Regions from separate parts of the Mus musculus genome. Here all the other regions are linked to region 5. A link is a contact called in public Hi-C, HiChIP or PLAC-seq, capture Hi-C and promoter capture Hi-C data. All regions are on one chromosome and are shown on one strand. The core of a region is the stretch at or near the end of the contact, and the rest is flanking DNA. Distances in the headings are between cores, read along the strand shown.

What was found. A called contact is a pair of places that touch in the nucleus more often than the background predicts. HiChIP or PLAC-seq counts read pairs in DNA pulled down with a chosen protein or histone mark. Capture Hi-C pulls out chosen DNA fragments and counts their contacts.
Region 1: a Hi-C map of bone marrow-derived macrophages shows a contact between it and region 5, with 29 read pairs. The contact joins the enhancer-like site here to the promoter of P2ry6 in region 5. A contact is called at or near these places in 9 of 39 promoter capture datasets (the C10 cell line, the HPC-7 cell line, cranial neural crest and 6 more), 2 of 15 datasets of contacts at CTCF or cohesin (the NIH/3T3 cell line and large pre-B cells), 13 of 484 Hi-C or Micro-C datasets (the G1E-ER4 cell line, the HL-1 cell line, bone marrow-derived dendritic cells and 4 more), 7 of 115 datasets of contacts at active chromatin or transcription factors (bone marrow-derived dendritic cells, bone marrow-derived macrophages, embryonic limb bud and 3 more) and 5 of 9 other capture datasets (adipose tissue, bone marrow-derived macrophages, liver and 2 more).
Region 2: an H3K4me3 HiChIP or PLAC-seq map of the 230-238 cell line shows a contact between it and region 5, with 11 times the contacts expected there. The contact joins the promoter of Atg16l2 here to the promoter of P2ry6 in region 5. A contact is called at or near these places in 15 of 39 promoter capture datasets (the 3T3-L1 cell line, the C10 cell line, the HPC-7 cell line and 8 more), 1 of 15 datasets of contacts at CTCF or cohesin (large pre-B cells), 7 of 484 Hi-C or Micro-C datasets (bone marrow-derived macrophages, differentiating embryonic stem cells, embryonic fibroblasts and 2 more), 26 of 115 datasets of contacts at active chromatin or transcription factors (the 230-238 cell line, the SCID.adh cell line, SST interneurons and 18 more) and 4 of 9 other capture datasets (adipose tissue, liver, macrophages and 1 more).
Region 3: a contact with region 5 is called in a promoter capture Hi-C map of liver. The contact joins the promoter of Stard10 here to the promoter of P2ry6 in region 5. A contact is called at or near these places in 13 of 39 promoter capture datasets (the 3T3-L1 cell line, the C10 cell line, the HPC-7 cell line and 5 more), 1 of 484 Hi-C or Micro-C datasets (bone marrow-derived macrophages), 15 of 115 datasets of contacts at active chromatin or transcription factors (the 230-238 cell line, bone marrow-derived macrophages, craniofacial prominence and 10 more) and 3 of 9 other capture datasets (embryonic stem cells, liver and macrophages).
Region 4: a capture Hi-C map of macrophages shows a contact between it and region 5, with 4 times the contacts expected there. The contact joins the promoter of Pde2a here to the promoter of P2ry6 in region 5. A contact is called at or near these places in 2 of 115 datasets of contacts at active chromatin or transcription factors (both in embryonic stem cells) and 3 of 9 other capture datasets (adipose tissue, embryonic stem cells and macrophages).

What each region holds. Positions count from the first base shown.
Region 1 is chr7:101,230,408-101,234,767 of GRCm38.p6, reverse strand. Fchsd2 (FCH and double SH3 domains 2) reads right to left here. Exons shown (of 20, transcript NM_001146010.1): 9 at 774-896. Among named protein-coding and RNA genes, the nearest start is that of Gm50587, 26 kb to the left of the region's middle. Within about 2 kb of position 1,892, at least 7 of the 459 cell types and tissues checked have an H3K27ac peak or open chromatin away from gene starts, as enhancers often do.
Region 2 is chr7:101,300,355-101,304,412 of GRCm38.p6, reverse strand. It overlaps Atg16l2 (autophagy related 16-like 2 (S. cerevisiae)), which reads left to right and starts at 2,325. Exons shown (of 18, transcript NM_001111111.1): 1 at 2,325-2,512. The coding sequence starts at 2,386.
Region 3 is chr7:101,318,547-101,322,725 of GRCm38.p6, reverse strand. Stard10 (START domain containing 10) reads right to left here and starts at 1,613. Exons shown (of 7, transcript NM_019990.5): 1 at 1,374-1,613; 2 at 693-1,012. The coding sequence starts at 899.
Region 4 is chr7:101,448,652-101,452,505 of GRCm38.p6, reverse strand. It overlaps Pde2a (phosphodiesterase 2A, cGMP-stimulated), which reads right to left and starts at 1,254. Exons shown (of 30, transcript NM_001143849.2): 1 at 1,038-1,254. The coding sequence starts at 1,154.
Region 5 is chr7:100,962,568-100,966,481 of GRCm38.p6, reverse strand. P2ry6 (pyrimidinergic receptor P2Y, G-protein coupled, 6) reads left to right here and starts at 2,116. Exons shown (of 3, transcript NM_183168.2): 1 at 2,116-2,263.

The DNA.
Region 1 (4,360 bases), core at 643-3,142, 270 kb before region 5:
AAGAAGGAAGGGAGGGAGGAAGGGAGGAAGAGGGAGAGGAAGGATTAAGGGAAGGAAAGGAAAGGATTAACTTAGGTCTTAGAAGTAGTAGATCTAGATAGAATGTATATATTTTAAAATGGATACAGTCAGGAAATATTCATAATGCATTTTCCAGAAAGAAAAGTAACATTTACATAATTTATCTCCTAAAGCAAAGATTCACCACCCTTAAAAATAAACATAATTTATCTGAGTCTGAGAAAAGATAATCATATTTATTTTCTTTGTATATTCAGTGTGGCATGCTGGCAAAGTTAATAGATCAATAGTTTAAATGAAAAGATCATTACCAAAGGATGACAGCATATAGAAAGTGAGTTTAATTTGTAAAAAACTAAACTCCAAGGCACTGTAGAATTTATTTTTAAATTAATTATCACATGCTACATTCCCTGTGCTCATTTTTCTTACTGTCTGCATTGATAGATGACCTTGTTCTCTTTAATGACTGAGTTGAATGGATTTGAAGTTCCTGTGAGCAGGCCATTCTTCACTGATTCTTCTCAAAGGCAATATGTATGGCCACAGACTGATGGCTAAGTTAGTCTGTGCATCATGTCCCCCCTTTCATTCAACTCATCCAGAAAGTGTCCCATTCTCTCACTTTGTTAAGGAGAATTTTTTTCAGAACTACATCCTTTAAAACATGTTTCTACTATTATTAGTATCTTCAGGAAAGAGCTTTAGATTATGACATGGCAATACTAGTCATTGCATTAAAGACACATTACCTTGCTGGAGTTTTCTAGTAAAAACTGGAATGTATTCTGTATAGCTTGGCAAGTTTCTAGCTCGGTCCGGCTGAAGGCTATTAAATAATCCTTGAGGTGGTCATACACGTTTCCATCAAGAGCCTGAAAGAGAGGAATATTATAGAAGCCAAAAATTATGATAGTGCTTTGGCACATAATTCCTTTGTCTTTAAAAATGTAGAAATGTTCAATTTCAAAACCTATTAATAAACTGACAAAAGGCATAGAGCATTACATAAGAGCGTGTGAACAGTGAGCAGTTACTAGGGTAGTGCTGAATTTCTAATGAATAGCAACCAACAAGGGGAAAAATCTAATATTGCTAAAGCTTAGGAAAAAAACCAGAATATTTTGGAGACAAAAACATCTAGTTTCTGATCTTTGCTTATCTGCTTCTGTAGCCACTTCATGACAATTAGATGTAGGAATTTTACAGGGACTATCAGAAAGAAAGAATCCAGGCACAGAGCCTGGAACACATATACAATAAACACAAGTCTCCTCCATTAGTGGTAGAATTAGGATTTAGTATATATTTGCTACAGAGCAATCTGAGAGAAAACATAAAATGTCATGAACATTTATGCCCACGTGTTTGTCTACATAGATTACACTCCCGTCACGCACATCTTAGAGAGGTCAAAGGGAAAACACTCAGCTCTCATAGATATTCTAAGAACTTTCCTGCCATTCCAAACTATCAAAACAGCAGCCTTATCTTTTAAAAATCTACATTTTTCTCTTCTCATCAATTAACAAAACTGTCACGGAGCTAGTTTTGCACAGTGACTGTTGCTGCTCTCCAATGAGAGCTCCCTAGTTCTCTCAAACACACAAAGTGCCAATGAGCTTTCTTTCATAATGGCTTTCAAATTTCTTTGTCTCAACAAAGCTGCCAAACCTTCCTTTGTTTCCTAGACATTCTAGAGGTCATTTCAGCGTGTGTGCATGTGTTCTGGATTGCAGTATTATTTTTTTGTTACGTCCAAATAAAATGTTTTTGTTTTAGAGTTTCACTTCTACCTTTATTTTAGCGTTGGCACCTGCTTCTAGTTCCCAGGGGAGACACACAGGAGTAGAACTGCCTTTGGCCATATGGCAACTTTGTTTTCCAGAGTGCTGCACCCTATCAACCAACAATTCATGAAGATTCTCTGTGTCCTTGCCACCACTTATTTGTGTGTGTGTGTGTGTGTTATTCATTGTGCTCTTTATTGGTATTATTGTTGATATTTTATTATTTTATGTGGATGAGTGTTCGCCTGAATGTCTGTCTGTACACACATAGAGTGTACAGTGTTCATGGCAGTCAGAAGAGAACATCAGATCTCCTTAGACTGGAGTTACTTGTCTGTGAGTCCCTTACATGTTTTGCTATATACTGATCTATTTTCTATGGCGAATTATCTAATTCAAACCTTTGGCTTTTTTTTTTTTTTGAGACAGGGTCTCCTGTAGCACCACTTGAACTTGTAATACAACTAAAAGTACTTCCAACTTTCAAAGAAAAATATTTACTTACAGAAGACATACATGCATCATGGTGCATATGTGGCAGTCAGAGTACAATTCTGATTTTTTTTCCCCGCTGTGCTGCAGAATCTGGGGATCCAACTCAGATTGTTAGGCCTGCACACAAGTGCCTCTACCCACTTAGCCATCTCACTGGCCCACCCTTAGCTTTTGACCCTTTAGTTTCCACCTGAGATTCCAGGTATGTGCTGCCACACCTGGTTTATACAGTAATAGAAACTGAACTGCTGGCCAAATAGTTCACTAACTGAGCTACATCTCCAGCCTCTGCTTCATACATCTCAGTTGGAGTCTATTTCTGATTTCAAATGGCAATAACTCTTTATGTATTGTATATAGCAGAGTTTTGCAAGATAAATAATTTGTAAATATTTCCTTTCATTTTATGGGCTGCTCTTTTCACTTTCTCAAGTATCTTTTGAAAAACGTGTTTTAAACCAAGTGGTGGAGGGATACATCATTAATCCCAGCACTTTAATCTCAGGGAGAGGCAGGGGATCTCTGAGTTCAAAGCCAGCCTGACCTACAGATTGAGTTCTAGGACAGTCAGGGCTAAATTATGATATCTAACATTGTTCTTCTTTCTTTTATTCCTTGAATGTTATTTATTTATTTTATTCCTTGTATGTTAGTATGTTATTTATAAGAATCATGTATATAAATTTTACAATAATTATTTTTGTACTTTGTGTCTGGCTTTTACATCAAGCTTTTAATATAAAATTGACTTGAAATAAAACAAAACCTGTCCCCGAAGCAGAGTAATAGTGCTGAATCTTCTTTTACCACTAGATGGCACCATTGAGTACTATAAACAGGCAGTGCAAATAAATGCCTTAAATATATTTAAAAAATTTTAATTAGATATTTTCTTTATTTACATTTCAAATCTTATCCCCTTTCCTAGTTTCCTCTCCAAAAATCTCCTATCTCCTCCCCCCCCCCCCCGCTCCCCAACCCACCCACTCCAACTTCCTGGCCCTGGCATTCCCCTATACTAGAAATGCCTTAAATATAAACTTCAAATAGTTATGAACATTTTGGACACTGTAGTGTGTTGAGATGGAATTAAAATTTCTACCTTAAATCATGATTTTCATGAATTTGTTTTAAAAAGAGACATGTTTTCTGATATGAAGTTTTTGACTTAGAAATATTCTTAGTAGCTCATCCTAATAATCTTGTTTGGAAGAAATAGCTCATTTTACCTATATACAAGACATGATAATATAGGTATCATGAACAAGGCGTGCAGTTTAAGGTGAACTATATTCCTATGTAGTCTGAATGATATTGCTATTGAGTGTCAACTGTACTTAGGCATTATACTAGCTATCTGAGTATGAGTACCAGAAAACAGGGAAGAAAGGAAAGAAATCAAAGCTTTTTAACAGTTAACTAGCAGTGCTAGTGATCAAACCTTTGCACTTCGCACATGCAAAGTGTACACTCTAACACAGAGCTATACTGCTAACCTACCAAGTTCTTTTGTTATTTCTTAGCAATTTCCTATTCCAGTTATTTCTGCCAACCCATTTCCTTTCAAGATAGTATTACATAGCCCTGGGTGGTCTGAATCTCACTATGAATACCAGGCTAGTCTCAAATTCACAGAGATCTGCCTGACTCTGTCTCTGGAGTGCTCAGATAAAAGGTATATGTAACCATGCCTGGTCCTGACATCCCACTTCGCACTGCATCAGGGAGGATACCCCTGACTTGTATTTTATATGACTGACTATTCAACACTCTTCCCTGGCCAGGCATTATGTTCAGGATAGGTTTTGTTTGTTTTGAACTTTACCACTGACCGAATAGTTTGGACATGGCTTCTGTCTGACCCCTTGTTCACCTGTTTGCCATTTCCCTTCCCTGCAACACTTTCCCTAAACTAAGCCTCTCTGAGCTCTACCAGCACTTCTCTTGCCTCTGAGCTCACATGTCACATGTCACAGGCCCTTTCCTCATCCTCTCTCCCTGCCTTGCTCATTATCATTCAGCCTTAAGGGCTTCTCTTGATCGCTGTGAACTCT
Region 2 (4,058 bases), core at 1,076-3,575, 340 kb before region 5:
TGTGGTCAATGTGAGGCCAGCTTATCTCTGAGGGTAAAAGGTGAGTGGGTCAGGATATAACTCCGTGGTAGAGTCCTGGGATTAAAGACATGTGCCACTACTGCACGTCTTTGAAATAAAAATTTAAGGGTGTGGCCCATCAGTCGACTCCCCCCATGCCCCAGTGGATGACTCCATAGCCATTCACAAAGAGGGAGCACTAACTGGATGCAGTGGGTTAAAATTTTTTTTTCAAAATAAATAAATAAAAACTTAAGAGACCTGGAAGTATGTCACCATACTCTTTGATTCCCCTACCATTCAAAGATGACAAAACTAGTTTAAAATTTGGAGCAGCATTTTGTGAGTCCAAAAGGCATTAGGTGTGCTGAAAAGATGGCTCAGTGGTTAAGAGCAGTTAATGTCTGAGGCACTAGCTGAGGACATGAGTGAGTTTCCCAGCACCCACATTAGTAGTCAGACTGGCTCTAACTTTAATTCCAGGGGTTCTGATGCACCTGCACTCGTGCACGTGCACACACACATACCCACACATGTGCGCGCCTAAAAAGAAATCTTTTACAATTATTAAAAAACCTGCCACAACATGACTTCCTACCTAAAGATGCAGCACACTGTGTAGGACCTGGGGATTGGGGGGGGGGGGCTGTTGTCACAGAAGCCTCAGGCCCCAGGAAGTGCTTCTGGATATGATGTGTGAGCAGAGCCAGACTTCCAGCAGGAATACTGGGCACAGTACAGTGCAAAGGCAGGGGGTATCCAAGACAGACACAAGGGGGACTGAGGCCAGTTTGTAGTGTTTTGAGATAGAGTCTTGTTATGTAACCCAAGCTGGCTTGGAACTTACTATGTACCCCAGGCTGGCATCAGTGCTGGGATTACAGTCATGGGCCATTATGCTCAGCTTCACTATAGCTTCACCGAACAACAGATACATATTCCCCTGGGGTGTCACTTGCCTTTACTGTTTTTCAAGTCCTGTAACAGACCCCCAACTTGAGACCCCAGTATCTCAAGGCTTGTCCCCTGCAGGGCCTAGAGGGCTTCCTGATATTGCCTTTTCCCTCCCATCGGTTTATTTCTTAGGGATAACCAGGTCTGCCTTCCCTAGCTAAAAACAGGGCTTGAAGCTGAACCTTCCTCAGTATGTCATATTGTAAGGCTAGGCCCACTGAGTCTCTCCTGTCATTCTTTTTTTTTTTTTTTAAAGATTTATTTATTTATTATATGTAAGTACACTGTAGCTGTCTTCAGACACTCCAGAAGAGGGAGTCAGATCTCATTACGGGTGGTTGTGAGCCACCATGTGGTTGCTGGGATTTGAACTTCGGATCTTCAGAAAAGCAGTCGGGTGCTCTTACCCACTGAGCCATCTCACCAGCCCTCTCCTGTCATTCTTTACCACAGCCTGTATCTGCAGAATTCTTTGCTAGAGACAATTTCATTACAATTCCCCGTGAGCCCAGATTCACTGTCAAATGTACCCACAAGAGATGTCTGTGCTGTCCAAGAGAGGCAGCAGATAGGCCCTGAGTTAGAACTCTGGGTTGCTGGCTAGCTCAGCTCCCTACTACACACAGCTGCAAACGAGGAAGCCTCTTCTCTCCTCTGAGCCTGGGGTTTTCCAGATAAACGGAGTCTTTTCTTAGAGCCCTAAATTTTGCTACCAACTGGACCTCTAAATCTTGCTCCTCCCACGGACAGTTCTGCGTCCTGTCCTAACAACTCTGAAGCGCTGGACCTTGAATCTAGGCCCCCGCGCAGGGTTAGCAAAAACCCTATCGCTGAGCTACTCCCAACGCCCGCCTGCATTGGAAATTTTCATGTCATCAGACCATGTCTACTTGTTCTTTCCAGAGCTTAAGAGTCCTTTTGTCTCCGCTCCCTCTGGGTAACGGTCTTAGTTGGTCCTTCATAAACCCCCACTCAACTGTCACCTTGTAGGTGACAGTGGGGCTCCTTCAGGCAGTCTTCTCTCTTAGACTGCTTGTGCCTGGTGCTTGTCTCTGTACAGCCCCTGGTGGTAGGGTCTCCCCTTCCGGGGTAACTTAGTGAGTTCTGCATCCTCAGCTTCTGACACTGGTCCAGGCACCAAGAGGTTAAGGAAGGCGACCTTGAGGCCCCGCCCTGGACGCGCCCACAGGCGACAGGGAGGCTTCAATCCCTGCTGCTTACTCCGGGACAGAAACGCACACCTCTGGGACTGAGGGTTTTTGCTGGGCCGCAGCAGCACCTGCTTTGAGGTGTCCAGATCTCCCCGACAAAAGCGCTTGGTACAGCCCGGGGATTCCCCGCTGCTGCCGCCCTGACGTCATGGAGTCCCCGGGAGGCTCCGCCCCCCTGCTCGGGCTGGAGCTTTGCGCGGCCGCTAGGGACTCGGCGGCCATGGCAGGACCTGGCGCCCCCTGCGATCCCTGCGCGCCCGCCGCTGTCTGGAAGCGCCACATCGTGCGGCAGCTGCGGCATCGGGACCGCACGCAAAAGGCGCTCTTCCTGGAGCTAGTGCCGGCTTGTGAGTGCGTCCCTGGGGGCTCGGGGATGACTGGCTTTGAGGAGGTGGGACTCCCCGCTCGGGGAGAGGGCTTGTCCCGCCACTCGACTTGTGACTCAGGGCAGCGGCGCCGTCACGGTTCCCGAGGGCTTTGCGTCTTGGAACCTGTTACGCCCCTCTCCGCATTGGCTTGCCTGCTGTTTCCAGCTCTGGTGCTGCTTAGCCCCAAAGACTCAGCTCTGCCTCCCTTGAGCATCCTAGACACAAGCTCTGTCTCAGTGATGGTTTTGTCGAGTCCTTCTTTCAGGCCGTCCCTAGGGCAAGGCCTGGTCAGTCCATTTGGTCCCAGAGCCCAGTTAAAGAAGGCAGGCGTGGCCAGAACAGCCACGGTAGCTGAAAGGAAGGAGCGAAAGTCTCTGGTAGGTTCTGGTACGGATAGGTTATACTGGCGTACGTTCGTGGAGTACCTCAGTGCCTAGCGGATCGTAGCTCGAATGGGGCTCCGGGTTCCTTTAGGTTGTTTGTCGCGCGGCGGAAGTTAAATTCTCATGTGGTTATTTCTGGGCACTTTGGCTAGGAGGAGGAGATGTGTGCACTCCATCCGAGGAACACTGGAGTGCATCTGTATTTACTGCCTTTTGGTGGACTGTGATTGTGTGTTTGAGGCTGAAAGTCTAACCATACTCCCTACTTCTTCCTCACTTGGTGCTAATTTTGATGCACCCACGCAATCAAATTTGTTTTCCTTGGAACTTTGTGAGGGCTGGCCCTCTCTTGGGGTTGGATACCTCTACCTCCAGACAACCCCACTTCTCCAACTGCTCTGATGGGCAGTGGGACTATCGGTTTAAGGGAGGGACCACCCAGGAGAACTGCAAGACTGGGAACCTAGAGACCCAGGTCTGTGGTTTGGGGTAATTCAAGTCCTTTACCTCAGATTTCTTACTTGCAAATGAGGCACATTGTGACCTTGTATGCCGGGGTAGGGGTGCTTGCAATGCCTTGTGGTCTCAGGTAGTTTTGAGAATTTGTCAGGGTCCAGGAACCTCAGACAGAGAAGGAAGGGAGGTGAGGATCTGGCCTGAGGTTAGCAGCCTCAGTCTGCCTGGAATTGGTTTAAAACAAAACAAAACAAAACAAAACAAAACAAAACAAAACAAAACAGCTGGAAGGAATGTGGGTGAGGGGGTCCAAGGTCTAACCACCTATCTTGGGAAGATTTGTTCGATAATTGCTCAAGGGCTTTCAATATTGACCTGGGGGAAGCTGTTGCGTGGAAGTGAGAATTACTTAACTGTAAACCTTGAGGTCTTGGAGGGGAAGCGACTTGCTGGAGGCCATACACAGGTGGTTTTGTTTATTTCAACATGCTCTGGGTCCAGACTTTGTCCCTGGCAGAGGTGAACTAATCCCAGGCCCCTTGCTTTCCTTCTGTTCTCTCTTCAAGTGCTACCTAGCCATGTTTGTCCCCAGCATTGGTGGTCTTTCTGTCCTTGTCTCCTGGGTGGGCTTGTGGGCCTGTGCTGTGATGAGGCTTTGCCAGATACAGATATTCCCCCAGGAAGGG
Region 3 (4,179 bases), core at 364-2,863, 360 kb before region 5:
GACCCCCTAGACCAGAATCTCTGCCTCCATCAAACCCCAAGCTACCCTGCCATGACAGAGAGAAGAGAATCATGGGGCAGGGAGGAGGGGGATGGCAGTGAGGGGCTGATGAGTACGTATCTGCCTTCTGAGCTGGTTTCCCTTGACACTAAGACCCTGCCTCCTCTAGTGCACCCCCAGGGTGGCTCAGGGCAAGACAGCAGTCAGGAGCTGCCAGCCACAGTCCTAAAGGCCTGCTGCAGGCTCAGAGCCTGATAGAGCCACTGGGCAGGGACAGAGAGGACTAGAGGAATTGAGAAGGAAGGAATCTCATCCTCTGCACCCAAGAGTGCAGAAAGTAGAGCAGAAGACCCATCGCGGGCTAGAGAACCCCGGGTGAAGGAGGAAGTGGGCCGTTCACCTACCTAGTGGGTCAAACTAAGGGTCCAAGCAGAAGCTACTCTGAAAGACAGACCTTTGAGAGACACTATTCCCCTAAGTGTACCTGGCCATCACCCATCTCCCAAACACACAGGCATGCCTAGGTTAGAACCCGGGTCATATGGCCCATGTGTGTCCTCTGGTTTATATTAGGAGACTCTGAGCTCACATGCACCCCTCTATGGGTCCCTGGTCTGAGTATGGGCGAGGAGATTCCTGTGAGAGACAGTTCGGGAGGAGTGGAGGCTGCAGGTACCACAGGGCAATCCTACCTTGATCTTGTGCAGAGTTCGATCCATCTCCACAGCCTGCACCCACACAGACACGCCGGCCTTGCTGTAGGTCAGGTTCCAGCCCACCTCGGCCTCACACTCTGACCGGAAACTGCGGAAGTCCTGGTCATCGGGCACCTGGACACTTTCACGGCCCAAGGCGGGCCGAGACCCTTGGGGTTCTGTTGAGGCAGCTGGCTTTTCCATAGGGAGCGTGGGGAGGCCCGGGGCCCTGGTCCTAGTCCGACTCTCCTGGGTCCTCCGCGGAGGCTCAGACAACGTCGACGCGGCTGCAGATGCTGACGCCACCTTCCTGGGACCTGCAAGACCGGTTTGGGGACCAGAGTCAGTGCGCTGGGGGCGCGGGTGGGGCTAGCCGGGGTCCCGGACCAGCGGACAGCTTGAAAAGGGCAGGTACTGGCCCCAGGCGGTTGTGCACCGGCACAGGACAGTCACTTGGGCCACCCTCCCACAAGGAGCGACCTCATACTTCCCTGGAGCGGCAGTAGGATTGCTGCGTAGCGGGTGCAGGAGCCCGCGAGAGCCGGGCGGGACTCTGGGGGATCGCAAGTGCGGGTCTGGCACGGAGTCCTCGCGCGGTGCTGGCCGGACTCGCACAACTAACTCAGCAGCAAGCCGCGCGGGGCCGTGGTGGGGGCGGGTGTGGTGGCGGAGTCTCACCTGTGCGGGCTTCTCTGCCGGGGCCCGCCGGGGCCGGTGTGCGAGCTCTTCCGCCGCCGCCGCTGCCTCCGCTGCCCGGGCGACCGGGGGCCGCGCGGGGACCCTGGGGGGAGGAGCAGTGGGTCCCGCCGCCGGCCCCGCCCCGCTCCGCGCCCCCCGCCCCGCGCGCCCCCTCCGCCCTCCTCCCTCCCGCTAGGCTCGGGGCTCCCGGGCTCCGCTCGCCTCGCTCGGTATTTTCCAGGCTGCGGAGGTAAGAACTGCGGGAGCACCGAGCCCCGCCCCGCCCCGCCCCGCCGGGTCCTAGCGCCCGCCCCCGTAAGCCCCGGGGAAGGGGCAAAGTCCGGGGAGAGATGTAGACTATCAGAGGACCGGGGACCTGTGAGCAGGAACCACATAGCGAAGTAACAAAGTAGCCTGGGCTCTCAGAGTAAGGTTGAGGTGCCAAGAGAGATTCTGGAAGTTAACTGAGAGCCTCTTCTCTACTCTTCGCTCCCACCCTTGCAGGTACACGCTTCTGCAACAGCTTATTCACACACACAACACTTCAGAGATTCAAGGGTGGGCACACACCCTCATGACAATTGAAAGACTAACTAGCAGGAATAGGGATGACAGCCCCTCAGTAACTAAATTAGAAATGGCGACAGCCTGCAAGCCCCAAGAACCAAGAGCATAACAAGCCTCCTCCACACACCCAACTCAATTTTCCAGTAGGGTGTGCAAACCCAGCCGGAAGTTGATCCGACTTTAAAGGCTCAAGGTTCAAAGGCTGGCCAGAATTTGGCAAAATTTCCACTTCAGCCTCACTCTGGCCAGAGAGAGGTCCTGAGCCAGCAACCTCTTACATCCCTATTTGGCAGCTTCCAAACCCACCCCTCTTTAGCTCTCAGCCATTTACCCACACCTCCCCTAGGCGAAGACCAGTTCTCAAAAGCACAGGGCTGCAGAACACTGGAGCACAGGCCCCCTCCACCCCTCTGTAGAATAGAGTGGACCAGAGCTCTACTCTGTAGCCTGATGTAAATTCTGTCCACTAACTCTTCTGCCTACTCTTCCATTCTGGGAGCCCTGTCCCATCTACCCAGTGAAAGCTAGGGCCAGGCCAGTATGAGCATGGCAGTCTTGTCACTGTCTGGGCCAGAGACGAGCAGGGAAAGCCTTTGGTGTGCTCCTCTGGATATTAGGAGCAATAAGTGACTACCACTGACCTAGTAGTACCAGAGTCTGCTAATGGCTATTCCCACCAGTGCCAGAGTACCAAGCCTCTGCCACCCAGGCTCCTTCTGTGCCCTCTGCATTCTCCCCCTGGTCCCTCAGAAGTCACCTCTTATCTCCACCATGTAGATTTCTTTTCTTACAGGTGTTAAAAGAAAACCGCAGACTCAGCACTGTAGGTTCACAAATAGATGTGCTTTTTTTTTTTTTTCCCTGAAGTGCTCAGGGCTCTGAGATCTTTGTAAATCATGCCCACTTTTAAAATAAGCAGGAAACTGGATGTGGTAGCACAGACCTATAATCCCAGCTACTCAGGAGACTGGGGAGGAAGACCCAAAGTTTAAGGCTTTCCCTGGGCTGCATATTCCGTTCAAAACCAGCACAGGCAACAAAGTAAGACTTTGCCCCCCCACCCCAAAATGTTTTTAAAGGCTGCCGGGCAGTGGTGGCACACACCTTTAATCCCAGCACATGGGAGGCAGAGGCAGGTGGATTTCTGAGTTTGAGGCCAGCCTGGTCTACAGAGTGAGTTCCAGGATAGTTAGGGAGGCTGTAACTTTGTGGTAGAGCCCTAGGTTTAATCATTGGTAAATAAAAAAATAAAAAATAAGTCAGGGGCAAACAGGTAGCCATGATGGGTGTTCTACAAAGTGGCCCTGAAAGGTGTTCTACAAAGTAAGTCTTCTAAAACAAAACAAAACTGCAGGTCCCCATCAGTCCTGTGCAATGACCTCAGATACCCAGGCCTTCCATCAGTGTGGTAGGAAGTGTCAGCTAATTGCACGCACACCCTCTGAACCCACACTCTTTAGAAGTGTCTGGGAATGAGTAGGTGGCATTGGGGGCTGGATTTGGGCTTGGGAGGCCCCAGACACGAACTCTTTGAACCTCCTCTGCCCAAGTCCACCTTCCCCAAGCCTCGGGGTGTTTGTGATACCAATACTCCCAGGCTGGCAGGAGGCCCGAGGGGACCTCAGCAAAGCCAAAGATTGCTCTGTGAGATGGATCTTCAGGGACTGGCCATGAGGTAGAGATAGCTAGCAACCGTAGCCTGATGGCTTTTTGAGCCCTGATAGCCCCAATCTTGGCAGGTTGCAGGCAGCATCAGAATGCTAAGCCTCTCATGCCCACCTCCAGTCCTGAGTGGTGGGGAGATAAGGCTGGGGTGAGAGCAGAAAGTGGCTGTGAAGACAAACTGACAGGACCTCCCCGGCCCTGAGGTGCCAGTCTGAGGGGAAAACAGCCAGCTAGTGAGGAACAGATGACAGGAGCCAAGCTTAAGAGCAAATATTTTGGGTCTTGAGGGTCCAAAATAGCAGGTGACCTGCCGGAGGACAAGTAGAAGGATGTCACTTCATCCTGCACATTAATTTGCCCATGTTGGATCCCCATCCCATGAATTTAGATGTCCCTGGCTCTGAGGCTCCTGACAGCCTCCTGAACATGAAAGCAGTCCCAAATCCTGTGGCACCACATCCCTAAGCAAGAGAGATAAGAAGAGTGAAGGTACGGACCTGGGTTCAAATCCAAACAATACCATTTCTTAGTTCTGTGCCTAGAAGCAGATCGCGCACGCACACACACACACACA
Region 4 (3,854 bases), core at 5-2,504, 490 kb before region 5:
ATATTTTGGGCACCCTGAGGGCAACGTTCTCCATGTTTAAGCCCTTGGACTTGAGTCCATCCTATGCCATACCTGAGAACACAGGCACAGGTGGAGGTCCTAGAGGCTCCAGCCCTGTCTTCTGAGCCGGTTCCCCCACGACCCAAAGTAGAGGCAGACATGTAGGGAAGGCATGGTCACAGAAAGACCCTAGCACAAAGATAGAGACCTACAGAAACTGAAGGGCTGAACAGACCAGGAGAGGTAGGCAGCCTGGAGCAACACACTAAACAAGAGAACAGCAGAGGGGCCAAAGGATGATGCACTCAGAAATTTGGGAACTGGAAGAATGATATGGGACTATCACATCTAGAGGCTGGGAGGCAACAGGAGGAGACTGGAGGTCTGTGTAAAAGATGAGGACTGGGAGGGGGCAGTCTGGCAGAGGAGAAGAGAGAATCTGGGTTTTAAAAGGGGGTTGGACCCTTGGGTTGGGTGGAAGATGGTGACTAGAATCTAGATGATTAGTAAGGATGGGGAGTAAGACTTTATAAAATAGAAGATAGAGGTTTGGGGGTGAGGTCCTACTTATGAGGTAAAGTTCTCTGCAGCCAGGGGCTTAGGGGATATGGGTGTGCCTGGAATCTGATATGTACAGTAGAGAGCCAGAGGTTTGAGAGGGGAGTGGGACTAACCTGGGAGGAGGGAACTCCGGGTTTATACAGAGCTGTTAATGTGGCTGAGGGGGGCAACGAGGATTAGGACTTCGGGGCTTGGGATGGAGGAGTTCTAGATGCGAAGCAGAGTCAGAATCTGGAGGGGCATTTGAACTATGAGCCGAAGAATCAAGGACCCCCTCTGGGTATGGCTGCAGTCCCATTCAGTACAAGACGGGTTCCAAACTAAGGGAAGGGTCCCCTCTTAAAGGAAGGTTCAGGAGAGAGTAGACCGTGGGGCAGACGACTGCAAGCTCTTCAGAAGACCGGGCCCTCACCGGGCTCTCCCTGGACACCCGCTTCTCCCTGTTACCCAGAATGGGGGGGGGGGGGGCCTCCTACCTGCAGGCTGTCGGCGCATGGCTGCGGCGGCGGCTCGTCCGGCTTGAGGAAGACCTGCTGGCCCCGCCTGAGGAATTGGACAACAGCGATGAGGATGTGGTGCAACACCAGGACCATGCTCGCAGCCGCCCGCCCGCCCCTCCAGCCCGGCCCGCTGCACTCGGTCAGCGCGTCCGCAACAGCTTCGCCGGTCCGCGCGAGGGTCCGCCCTGGTCCCGCCCCGCCCCCGCCCCCGTCCCGCCCCAGGCCTCCAGGCCCCGCCTACGTTTCTGCTACCGGGGACAGCACTTCAACGCCTTCCAAAGATCGGACCCCACCCGATCCCGGCCGGCTTGCTCCCTGCCAGGCCTTCACCCTCTCAAGTCTCCTGCAGCGGGTCGGCTACGAGGGCTCCCACTCCTCGGTCGCCTCTCAGCCTTCGCTGCCTTCCGCTTATCCCATTGTCACTCCTCCTATGTGGTAGGGCCCCTCCCAGAGTCCCGCGCACTGTCGCACCACATTCTCTCCCCATCACTTGGACTTCAGTAGCCCGGCCAGAACCCCGAGGCCGAGTCCAGCGCAGTGCGGGGAGAGGGGCCGCGGCCACAGTCCGGGAGCCCCGAGGTCCTTTCACTCCTTCCAGTACAGAGGGTAGAGGAAAGTGAGGGAGAAATTTAGAGGTCGCTCCAAAATGGGACGAGCCCTGAAGCGGTAGCAGATCTGTGAAGGAGACACGTGCGCCCTGACACACACAGGCGCACCGTTCCCAAATGTGGGGTGAGAGCACTGGGTTCCTAAGGCTACCAGATAGGCCTTCATCGGCGTCCCAGGAGGCTGAAAAGGGTGCAAGCCCCAGGGCCATCTAGTCCGCAGTTCCGCGGTGGGACCCCGAGAGCTGGGAGCGCATTTCTCTGCAGAGCCGCCTCTGTGCTCAGGCACTTGCAGCAGCCGTGACGCTCCTGCGCCCCCTGGTGTTCTATCGCAAAGGTGCACCCTGACCCCAGTAGGGGATGGCTGGAGGGATGAGGGGACATTTGTGTAACTTGGGTCAAACCCCTTGCCTGGACCAACCTGTTTTCTAGCCTCTGCTTGCTATAAGATGGGCTAAGGCACAGGACGAGTCTATATCAAATGGTGAATTTGGGTCTTCCTGGATTTTGCCAGTGTAACTTTAGCTTGATCCCCTTCCCATTGGGTGTCAGTTGTCCCACAGGGCTGCCAGAAGACAAAAACTTGGAATGATGGTGAGACAGACAGACTCCTGACAGCCCTCACTGTGACTTTCCCTGGTTCTCCTTTCTGCGCTACTGCCCCTCTTCCTGTACTTCCCTCTCCCCCCAGCCCTTGGAAGGTGACTCAGTGAGCCCCCTGCTCCTTGCCTCATAGATGTGATTCATTTGGGCCCTTTCCCCCTGGGGAGCAATTTCCCCAGTGTTGAGTCACTGAGCCCAGTGCTGGACACGGTCCCAGCACCTGGCACAGGCTTGGAAGTGTCCTAGCTGTCCCAGTAGCTCAAGGGGTGATCTTCCACACAAGGATTTTTCCCCCTCCTAGCTGAGCTTACAGCTTCCAGTGCTCAAACATCCTTAGTGGGGGTCTCTACCACGAGCACCATAAAACCTAAATCTCTCACTTGGCATTACAGACCTTCCACAGTTCAACCCTGATTATTGACCAGCTCTGACAACCCCCATCCCTTGTTTTTATACAGCCCTTTTCTTTTAGACAGCAGCTGCCTCATTCTTGCCTCCTGGTCTGTCATGGTGCCACCCTGTCACCTGCTAACCATTCAAGAGCAACTCAGAGGCCATCTGCTCCAAGACCCCTTTTCTGGATTCCACATCAGTGATCTAGGGGGGGCCTTTTTGTATCCTTCCTGGGAGTCATGTCTGGAGATGGGATCTAAGCCAATTGCTGCTGCTTCTTCTTCCTCTTCTTCTTCCTCTTCTTCTTTCTTCTTCTTCTTTCTTCTTCTTCCTCCTCCTCCTCATCCTCCTCCTCTTCTTCTTCCTCCTCTTCCCCTTCCTCCTCCTCCTCCTCTTCTTCTTCTCCTCCTCCTCCTTCTTCCTTCTTCCTTCTTCTTCCTCTTCTTCTTCTTTTCTTCTTTCTTCTTTCTTCTTTCTTCTTCTTCCTCTTCCTCTTCCTCTTCCTCTTCCTCTTCCTCTTCCTCTTCCTCTTCCTCTTCCTCTTCCTCTTCCTCCTCCTCCTCCTCCTCCTCCTCCTCTTCTTCTTCTTCTTCTTCTTCTTCTTCTTCTTCTTCTTCTTCTTCTTCTTCTTCTTCTTCTTCTTCTTCTTCTTCGTTTTTTGAAACAGGGTTTCTCTGTGTAGCTCTGGCTGTCCTGGAACTCAGTCTGTAGACCAGGCTGGCCTTGAACTCAGAAATCCGCCTGCCTCTGCCTCCCAAGTGCATCTTCTTAGTAAAGCAGTTTGTCCTACATATTAACATTATAGAACATGACATGCATGGGCTAAGATGTGTAAAGGTTACACCTACTCCTTTAGTGGGACTCTCCTTTTTCTGGCCTCAGTTTCCTCCTGTGTAAAAGAGGGGGGATGACCAATATGATGATGACTGTTCCCAGGTCCAGTACACATACCCCTTAGTAATCCTAGTCACATGTCACTGGCTTGGTCCCAGGCTTTCAGATACTCTAAGTAAGACACAGGTGCTCAGGAGGTGCTGGCATGATTACTGACCCTAACTACTGGATCTTCAGGGGACCTCATCTTAGCTCTGCAGTCGAGAGCCAGCCCCACCCTGGCAAAGACCCATCTTTAGGGACCTTCACAGCACTTGCCTCCTGAGAAGTTATTTTTTAAATCCTACTTGAGTCTCTC
Region 5 (3,914 bases), core at 867-3,366:
CCTAAGCCTTCCTCCTCTTCTTATGCAACTGCTTTTGTTCTGGGGAAAGTCGAGGAGCCTGTGGTGGCTGCCACCTTACAAATCTCCTATGGCATCTGAGCTGCCCTGGAATTGCGGGCCTGGGAAAACACTGCTGTGGACTGGGAATTCTGGGGTACCCTGGAGTGAGGTATGTAGACAGCACAGCAAAGGCACAGATGCACACAAGCACTGTACCCCACAATGTAGAGGTGAACGCACTCCCTGACCAGCCCGCAAGTGTGCGTGCCCAGCATTCCTCCAGGTTGACTGCCACGTCCTCTCGCCTGGGAGCTGACCCTCTGGATACTTTGCCCCCCCCCCCCACTGCAGTATTCCTTTTCAGGATTTTCCCTACACAGGGACAGAGGGATCTTCCTGTCAGTGGCCTGCTATTGGGTGGGAGTAGCGACTTCTTTGTTTTCTATGAAGTCACACTTACTTCTTATCAAGAGAATGGGCCTGCTGCCAGGGGCCCTGAGAGATCAGGGTCTCAGGATGTGAGGAACGTGTGATACCCTCTGTTATCTTGGTCTGCACATTGCCTTTTAGTTACTGTGATGACCATTCATGGTACCACCAAGATGTGGGTGCCTTCATTTATTATCATCATCATCATCATCACCACCATCATCATCATCACCACCACCACCACCATCATCATCATCACCCCACCATCATCATCATCATCATCATCATCATTCTTACTACTGCAGCTGCTACTATTACTATTGCTATTACTACTACATCTTACAGATAGGAGAACTGAGATCCAGAGAGGGACAGACACTGGTTAAGGTCACACAGCAAATTCAAGCAGAGTTAACCAGTGCCATCTTATCCTTGGGCTAAGGGAAAATGCTTTCTGCCTCTGGGGCTTAGAGTATGAAAAATGGGCTTGGTTGGGAGCCTAGGGGATGGGGCAGGCTAGGACCACCAAGCAAGCTTTGTGTAGGGAATCTTGATCTTCCTACACCTGGAGCTGTGTTAGCTCCCTCACACAACTCCACTGTGAGGCTCTTCTTTCATGTATACATGCCAGGGAAGAGGACCAAGGGACAAGACACCTCTGCCTTGTCTTGGAACCCAGGCAAGGCCCCAGAGCCACCCCTCTGCTGGGGTAGGTCAGAGGGTGTATTTCCTCTTCTGGCCTGCAGAGGGCTTGCAGGCCAGGCTCTGGGCACAAATCAAAGCATTGGCGTTCCGAACTGAAGCAGGGCCCAGGAGCCTGCCTGGCCTTAGCTCCTGGCCTGCTTCCATCCTGTAGGGCTTGAGGTACGGTCTCCTCCAGGCTGGGTGGACTTCTCCAGAGAGAGACAGAAAGTGGTACAGGAAACGGAGACCTAGTAAATCCTAGTTCAGTCCACTTGAGGAGACCCTAACTCTACTCAACACACCTCTCTTGATTTTTCTCTAAAGCTCTCACCTCCGATCAGAGACTTTGCTCTGCACTCTCACTCCTAGTAAATGACACCAGACGAGGAGAAAGGGGATAGGGGATAATCCGATTGACAGGGAGGGGCTGTCCGGGCCAGTCAAGTACCCAGGCAGAGCTATCCATTGCCTTCTGCTGGTCCTGCCCAAGCCCCAGGATGGATGGAGGTTAGGGAGGAAGAGTCACCCCTGTTCTGCCCTTCTTCCAAGCCACCCTCTTTCTGAGGAGCCATTCTTGGTCCCTGGAGAGTGGTGTCTGGACATGCATGGTTGGAGTCACAGACAACAGATTCCTTAATCTTGGGGTCTGGGTCTCTCTTAATGAGCCTTCCAGGCACTGCTGAGAAACCAGGGTAATTGTTCCCTGTGGCAGTAATGAGCAGGAGCCAGGCTCTGTCCAAACTTGAGAGAGGCCAGGAGGGGAGCTGGTGTGTAGCTAGGAGCCTCCCTGTGCCCAGCCCTGGGCCTTGAGTGCTCCCTCCTTCCATCTTCCCAGGAACCCTCAGGCTAAACTGATGGTCCGACGGTCCCCATCGCTAGGCTGAGTGGGCAGAGCTAGGGGTGACTTGCTCCTAGTCCGGCAGTGGCTGACTCAGCCTTGTGCCAGACACTTGAGCAAGATCTCCAGATTGAGGCCTGAGAGACAGTGTCACTTCCCCTCCTGGTAGTCCCAGTTACCTCATCTGCCACCTCCCAGACTCCTGCACTCTGGGGCACAAGAACTGCCTGGTGGCAGGGGCTGCTTCGGGAGTCTAGCTTGCTCCAGTTCTCATGGCTTGCAGGCGGTTGCTGTGTCAGAGGGAGTTTTCAGGTAAGGGTGCTTCCCTCCTCCAGTGTTTGCCCGCTGTGCACACCATTGCAGTCCCGGGCTGGGTGCAGAAGGCTGAGCAGGTGTGGGTGGGTGTGGGGCCTTCTCCCTTCCTCTTATTTCCTCTACCAAGTTCTGCCCAGAACTAGGCTGCACAACACCGGGGGACAAGGCACAGAGGCCTGGAGTGGAGGAGGCAAGGAAATGGGGACCTGACTGTGTCTTGGGTGGGGAGGTGGAATACTGAGGCAGAGGTCAGAGTTTGACTTCTGAATGAAACATGACATTTTTTCCCCTTTCTGGGCCTCAACTTCTTACCTGTGAGTTCAAGTAGCTGAGCATGTGCCTGAGTATTGTCTATGCTAGATGATATAGCATATAAATGTGTTTAATCCCAGCAGAGGTAGGCAATCTCTGTGAGTTCAAGACTAGCCTCTTCTGCATAGTGCATCTCTTGTGTGTTGCAGGTCAGAAAGATCCTATCTCAAAAAAAAAAAAAAAAAAACCCAAAACTCTGTGTGTGTCAAATTTTAGAGAGTAAAGAGGGTCCCTTGGGGAGGGGCTGGGCGGGACTCTCAGAGCTGCTCAGGCGCCTTGGCAGGAACTAGCAGGAAGGATGCTAAAATACAATGTAGCCTGAGGTTAACTCCACTGGGAAAACGGATTCCCTGAGTCCAGGCACTGCTTGTTAAGGGGAAGAAAAGCAGAGTAATTGGATGTATCTGGGAGCAGGGCTAAATCCTTCTGAGGGTTTCTGTTCACATTTGCCTCTGCTGATCCTGACGGAGGAAAGGCAGGCAGGCGCCCCATATTTGGTACTGCTACCTCCGGAACGTACGAAGCTAGCTTTGTACCTGGCGCAGCCTTCCCAGCGCTAGGATTACATGCATGTACCAAGTGCTATGCCTTCCATGGTGCATCTGCATGTGTGTGCAAGACAAAGGTGTGGATGTGTAGTTCGTGAGTGTGTGTAGCTCCAGTGCCAGTGGGAGTTTCTACTGCTGAGACTCCATTTGGCTAGGATGAAGCTCAGCTTGTTGCAAAGCATGTCTGAAGCCCTGGGCTGGATCCTCAGCACTACAAGATACTGGGCATGGCAGTGAGTATCTGTCATGCCCCTACTCAGGATGTAGAAGCAGGAGGATCAGAAATTCAAGGTCATCCTCAGCTACGTAATGAGTTCAAGGCCAGCCTGGAGAAATTTTTTTCTTTCCTTCTTTCTTTTTTTCTTTTCTCTTCTCTTCTCTTCTCTTCTCTTCTCTTCTCTTCTCTTCTCTTCTCTTCTTTCTTTCTTTTTTTCTTTTTTTGGTATATCCTTACTATTTGTTAGTTTACCAGGAAGAGTTGGGGGGTCATAGTCTAGAAACTAACACTAACTATTATCTCTAGCCTGTCCTCTTGCCTCACCCTGGAACTGTTCCTACAGACTTCACTGGGGGGTGGGGGTCCCTATAGGACTGTCTTCAGTGCTGAGAATCTGCCTGGCTCCTCTATGCCACCACCCTCCCTCTGAGTCTCAGAGCTGGCTGGGAACCTCAGTTGTCCCATTGAATCTTTGTGATATTCCAATGTCTTCTGGAGATGCTACTAGTATTCCATTTTACAGACAGGGAGATGGAGGTCTGTGAGGAGAAGTGCCTATCTCAGAATTCAT